Linked DNA regions of Mus musculus: region 2 is linked to region 1. A link is a contact called in public promoter capture Hi-C data. All regions are on one chromosome and are shown on one strand. Each heading gives the region's core, a stretch centred on a gene start, on an enhancer-like site or on the middle of the called end of the contact. The rest is flanking DNA. Distances are from core to core; before and after follow the strand shown.

Region 1 (2,869 bases), core at 140-2,639:
GGGTGGGTGATGATATACTAAAGTATGCTCAGTGGGACTGTTCAAAGACTATCCTGAGTACTGTGGACAGGGAAAACTGCCCATGGCAAATGTTTATAACAAACCTGGGAAAAAGGAAACTTGATCCCAGCCTGAGAACCTGAGGGTCAGTTGGGTCCCAAATCACCAGTAGTGTGCCCATAATTAATAATTTATCAGAAAACACCCAACAGTAGTGTGTGGGTCATACTGCAGTACACTACCAGACTTTAAGTAAGAGTACCAAAGTAAAAAGGTTGAACTGTTCTAATATTAAGCTGTTCTTTTTTTTTTTTTTAAGAAACAAAAAAAGATGTGATAGACGACATTTTTGATAGTTTTTTTTCCTGGTGCAAAGTCCAGAAGGATTCAAGACGGAGGAGAGGGCCAAAGAACAACAGGTTAGTAAAAAGTCCCAGGTGAGATAATGACCTGACTCAAGACAGGTCGGTTATAAGCACTTTCTCTGGGGCCAGGTTTCCCGAGCCCCTCCAAAGAGCAACCTTTTATAGAAGTGAATTGGTTGCTTTAAAAATCTCCTGGCAGCTGATACATTTAAAAGGGTTTATAACCTCAGGCTACCCATCCCCACAACAGCGATTTTCTTGATCAAAGAAATGCTCTGCTGTTTCACGCTGAATCCTTTCCGTTTTCTGGGCTGCTTACCAGCCAACCAACTCTATACAAAGAGCTCTAAGCCGAAATTCCTGGCCCGGGACTCGACAGGCGTCCCCACGTAGCTGCTACATGACCTGGGGACAGCCGCTGGCTCTGCGAGGACTCAGACAAAGACAGCGGACCCGACTCACAGGGGAGTATCCCATTTCGGGCCTGGCGTCCCGACAGACTCAGCCCTGAGAACAGAGCGACCCGCAGGCTCACGCCGCGGCGACCCGCGTAACCCTGGCACCGTGCCAGCGGACCGGAGGCCCCCCGGGACCTCCGGTCGGCACCGTCCTGGCCTCTGCTGGGCCCTGGAAGGACCTCACCAAGAGCTCCGAGGCCGCAGGGCCCGGGCGACCCCTCGGCCGGCTCCCGCGCCCGCCTGGTCCCCACGCGCCGCACAGAGGCCTCCCCTGTCCGGTCTCCCCGCCAGCTCACCCAGAAGATGAGGTTGAGGAAGACCAGCACGGTCTTAGAGGAGGTGATGCCGCATTGGCCCATGGTGCCGGCGGCCGGCGGAGGCCCGGCTGGGCGAGCGGAGCGGCGCTCACCGAGCGAGAAGGCAATGGCGCCGGCGGCTCTGCTGAGAACTGCTGGGCCCGAGCCGCGTTCCCGCAGACCCCCGCGCCGCCCCAGCAAGCACCTCGCAGCTGCGTGCAGCCCGCCGCAGGCCCCCTAGGCCGTTCCCAGGCAACTAAGTCCCGCGTCTGCGGCCGCTTCTGCCAATCAGCGCCGCGGAGAACGAGGTGGCCTCGCCTCTTAAAGGAGCCGACGCCTCCGCGCCTTTTCTTCTGGCCTCTGACCGTCCTTGAGTGTAGAATCCTCTTCTGGGGAATTTCTAGTGGGACAAACACGTTCCCCGTCTTATTGAGTTACTTTTACAAGACCAAATGACTGGAAGACCACAGAATTCTGTTCTGTTAACTACTCTTCCCTAGAAAGACCCACCTCACATGAGGATTTTCGTGACTGCATGATACCTAAGCAGCACCCCATATAAGTTGGGAAGAAATACGGTGGACATCAACACACGATTATGAAGAATTTAGTATGCCAGAAGCTCTGCTAGCTCTGATAAAAAAAAATCATCAGGAAAGGAGAAAACACTGGCGCACTAGCAAAGCAGAGATGGTTGGGCAAGGCAGCCACCCTTTCAGCTCTATTCTTTGGACTGAGATTTGCAATTACAGATACATCTTCATACATGTTGACATGTGCGCTCTTTCCTGTAATCTTAAATGAATGGTAGCAATTAGCACCTTAAAAATAAAAACGGAGTGTGTGTCTGTGTGTGTGTGTCTGTGTGAGCATGTGCGTGTGCACCCACAAACATCCCACAGCACAGAAGTAAAGGTCAGAAGACAACTTTGGGAGTCAGTTCTTTACTTCCACCCTGTGGGTCCCAGGTCATCAGCTTTGGTGGCAATGTGACCTCCGCTCTGCTGGCTGCATGCATATTAGCTTCTTTTAACTATTAGTTCATTCATGCCACTACCCCTCCCCCAGCTTCAGATGACTGTCAGACTAATTTTACTGGTAGGGTAATTAAGGGTTAGAAAGGATGCCAAACTTGCCTGCAGCCACACATAGAAGAGTGATCTAATGCAGAAGCCACCTCAGCCACACACAGTACTTCTGCCACTGTCCTGCACTCTCCCTTACTCGGGACCTCTTTACCTGTCCTCAAACATCTCTTTTTCCTGTAGCCTCCCTGGTTCATCATCTTCCCTGGGCATTCACAGAAATACCCAAGCACCTCAGCATCCTATTCATCTGTATCAAGCAATGTCCATGTTATCAAAGACCCACTCATGTTCCCAAGACCTCACTCTGCACCTATTCTAGGTGATGGCATTCCACCATGAGGAAGAAGACAATGCTTGCCCATGTGGGGTTTTCATTCCAGTAGAAGAGGGTAGATATACCATGAGCAAAGAGGCAAGCAGACATGAGACGCGATGGTTGGGTCAGACCTAGAACACTGTACTGAGTGACAGGTGCAGCTAAATCCATTCTCAGGGAGAGATATAAATAACATCCACCCCTCCTCCCCAGGTCCCAGTGACAAACCTGGGTACACCAATGCTCACTAATATAAGACTTACTTGAGAGCAAAAGGTGAGGAGTTATGAACAGGAGAATGGATGACCTTAAAGCAGCCATTCTGAAAGGTCTGTGCCCAACATGG
Region 2 (2,869 bases), core at 157-2,656, 1.6 Mb before region 1:
AGTTCCAGGAAGCCCAGAGTTACTTGGAAAAGGGAATGTAACCCTGGGGCCCCCATGCGGCCCGGGTTGGGCATGCTAGAGAGCCAGAGGAAAGGAGATGTGGGGCTCTCGTGTTTCATGGCTCTCCTTCCCCTGGCAGGGTCTAGCTGGGCCCTGGCAAAGGATCAGAACTCAACACTGGACTGGGTCTGACCCAATGCCGGGCTGGTCCTAATGGGGATGCAGGCTCCCCACTCTCCCCAGACCACTCTTCTCTCCTGGGTTTGGGCTATTTTGCCTGCATCTACCTCCACTTAAAACGCCTCCTTCCAGAACTTTCTGGCAGAAAAAAAAATCCTGACTTCCCAAGTCCTCATGCAAGCTCTGCACTCTTTCTGAACCTTCTAGTCAAACCAAGAGCTATTGACCTCCCCTGTCCACTAGAGCTCTTCTCAATACATATCCTATCACTTGGGTCACACTGGAGGTAACCGCTCCACGCTAACTGAATATTCACAAAAGTTGCACACATCTAAGATAGGAATACATATGACATAACACTCCTAACCTATTAGGCGATAAAAAGAAGACTCCACAGCTGTTGTTCCCTGAAAGTCCGGAGACATTACATGGTGAGCTAAAGCAACTGAGCAAGACTCTGGGCCAGCCCGGAGATAAGGTTCCCTCGCATACCTACAGAAAAGTTTTCACATGGCTGGGGGCTGTGAGATCATTGATATGGACAGCTAGCTCTGAACTTGGAAGAATCCGGGGTGAAAGGGCTACTAGGATCACAAAATAGGTTAAGAGATGTGGGTACGTAGTTATATAAACAACACACCCCAACCTGTAACCTGCATTTGGGGCCTCTTGTCCTCCCCCTACACCAAGCCCTTTCTGGGATGAGGGTCATGCCCAGTGGGCTGGAAGAAATGACTGGGGTCTAGCTTGGGAGGGCAGAAAGAAGGTCAATAAGGAAGAGAAGACGGGGTGGGTGAGGCGCATCTGACAGAATACTCTAACTGGAATGTTCTAACATTCCCGGGCCTGGGAAACTGAGGCTCGTCAAGGGGAAGTCATCCACCTAAGGCGACGCTGCGCGCTGAAGGTAGCGGCAGGGTTTGAACCTCTGTGAGTCCGCTTTTGCGAGGCCTGGGAAAAGGACAAAAAGGAGGACTACAGGGGCCGCGGCGCGCCGGCTTCACCTGGTAGTTGTCCAGCTGCTCTTCAGTGAAGATGGTCTGCTTGTTCCCCATGGTGACCGCGATGGTATGGGTGGCCGCGGCGTCGTCTCTCGCCCTTTCGAGTGCTGCTTCCCATCGGCGGCGTCTGGAGCCCCGAGCCCGGTGCCCGCGGCCCTTGCCAGCCCGGGAGCGGGCAGCGTCGCCAGCCTAGCCTGGCCCGCTCCGCTGGGTCCCGCAGTTCAGTGGGAGGGGTGCAGGGGCTGGGAGGCAAAGGCGGGGCCGGGGGCGGGGCGGGCCTAGGCGGGGGCGGGGGCCGGATTGGGGCGGAGGCGCAGCCTGGTGGAAGGAGGCGGGGCCCGAGAGGTGACTTCTCCCTGGAGACAGAGGCCTGCTCAGTCTATGCTGCTGCAGCACACTGAGGTGGCCAAGCGGTGGCCTCATAGGGCCGCCTGACTACTGGACACTGAGTGCGCCTCCCGTTCCAACCAGCACACTGACTGGCACCCCGGGTCGGTCCTGGCGATTGTGAGCCTGAAAATCCCATGGATTAGTGTGGTAGAACAGGCACAATCCTCCGGCCTCTGATCCTAGACTGAGAATAGGTGTGTTGTTGAGCTTGCGGGATTACCCAAGTCAGGTCCATCCTCAAAAAGCCGACATACACGCAGTCAAACACTCAAATCATAAAATAACTTTTTAAAAAAGGAAACAGACGAAGCAAACTCTACCTCAGCAGAGGAATGGGCTCTGGTAACAATAGGTTACACTACTCAGTTGGTTCAAGACCTTAAGGAAAGTAACTAGATCACTCCCTACATCCACTCTGCTAAGTGAGGCCTTCACGAAATTTAATAATGCAGGCAGGGTAGAGGAGGTTAACCAATACCCTCCTAAACGATTGGCTATCTTCAGCCGCCCCATCAAGGTGACCGCTAGGAAAAGCCCTCCAGACACACGGAAGTTCAGGAGTCCTGGCAACTCTGGGACCTATCAGTGGCCCACAAGGAAGGCTACTAGCAATGGAGTTGTCCTTACTGTCTATTCTTGGGACAGCTGGGCTGCATGAAACCTGAGTCAAAGGCTCCTGGTGGCTCCGCTGGGAGGCAAGTCCATCATGGGCTGCCAAAACTGAGATTAGCTACATGAGTATGGTCTCCTGTAATCCCAGCCCTCGAGACAGAGGCAGGAAGATCAGAAGTTCAGGGTTATCCTTAGCTGATTCAGGCCAACTTGTAGTACATGAGACTATATCTCAGAAAACAGAATATAGTAACTAAAAGCAATTTAGCTGAGAAATAGTGTAGTGGCAGAGAGCTAGCCTAACATTCATGAGGCCCTGGGTTCAGTCCCTAGCACCACCAAAAAAAAAAACAAACAAAAGCGACATACCAGTATTGTCCAGTTTTGCCTGGCTTACATCACTTTGGGGCCGTGTTGTTCTACTCTTTTTTTTTTTTTTTTTTTTTTAATGAGTACACCATTGCTCTCTTCAGACACACCAGAAGAGGGCATCAGATCCCATTACAGATGGTTGTGAGACACCATGTGGTTTCTAGGAATTGAACTCAGAACCTCTGGAAGAGTAGTCAGTGCTCTTAACTGCTGAGCCATCACTCCAGCCCTCTTTTTTTTTTAAGATTTATTTATTAATTTATTTTATGTATATGAGTACACTGTAGCTGTACAGATGGTTGTGAGCCTTTATG

What was found. Promoter capture Hi-C pulls out the DNA fragments that hold promoters and counts their contacts.
Region 2: a contact with region 1 is called in a promoter capture Hi-C map of hippocampal neurons, with 2.9 times the contacts expected there. The contact joins the promoter of Cib2 here to the promoter of Tspan3 in region 1. A contact is called at or near these places in 2 of 39 promoter capture datasets (hippocampal neurons and pre-B cells).

The regions. Positions count from the first base shown.
Region 1 is chr9:56,159,681-56,162,549 of GRCm38.p6, forward strand. It overlaps Tspan3 (tetraspanin 3), which reads right to left and starts at 1,390. Exons shown (of 7, transcript NM_019793.3): 1 at 1,120-1,390. The coding sequence starts at 1,182.
Region 2 is chr9:54,558,784-54,561,652 of GRCm38.p6, forward strand. It overlaps Cib2 (calcium and integrin binding family member 2), which reads right to left and starts at 1,407. Exons shown (of 6, transcript NM_019686.6): 1 at 1,185-1,407. The coding sequence starts at 1,235.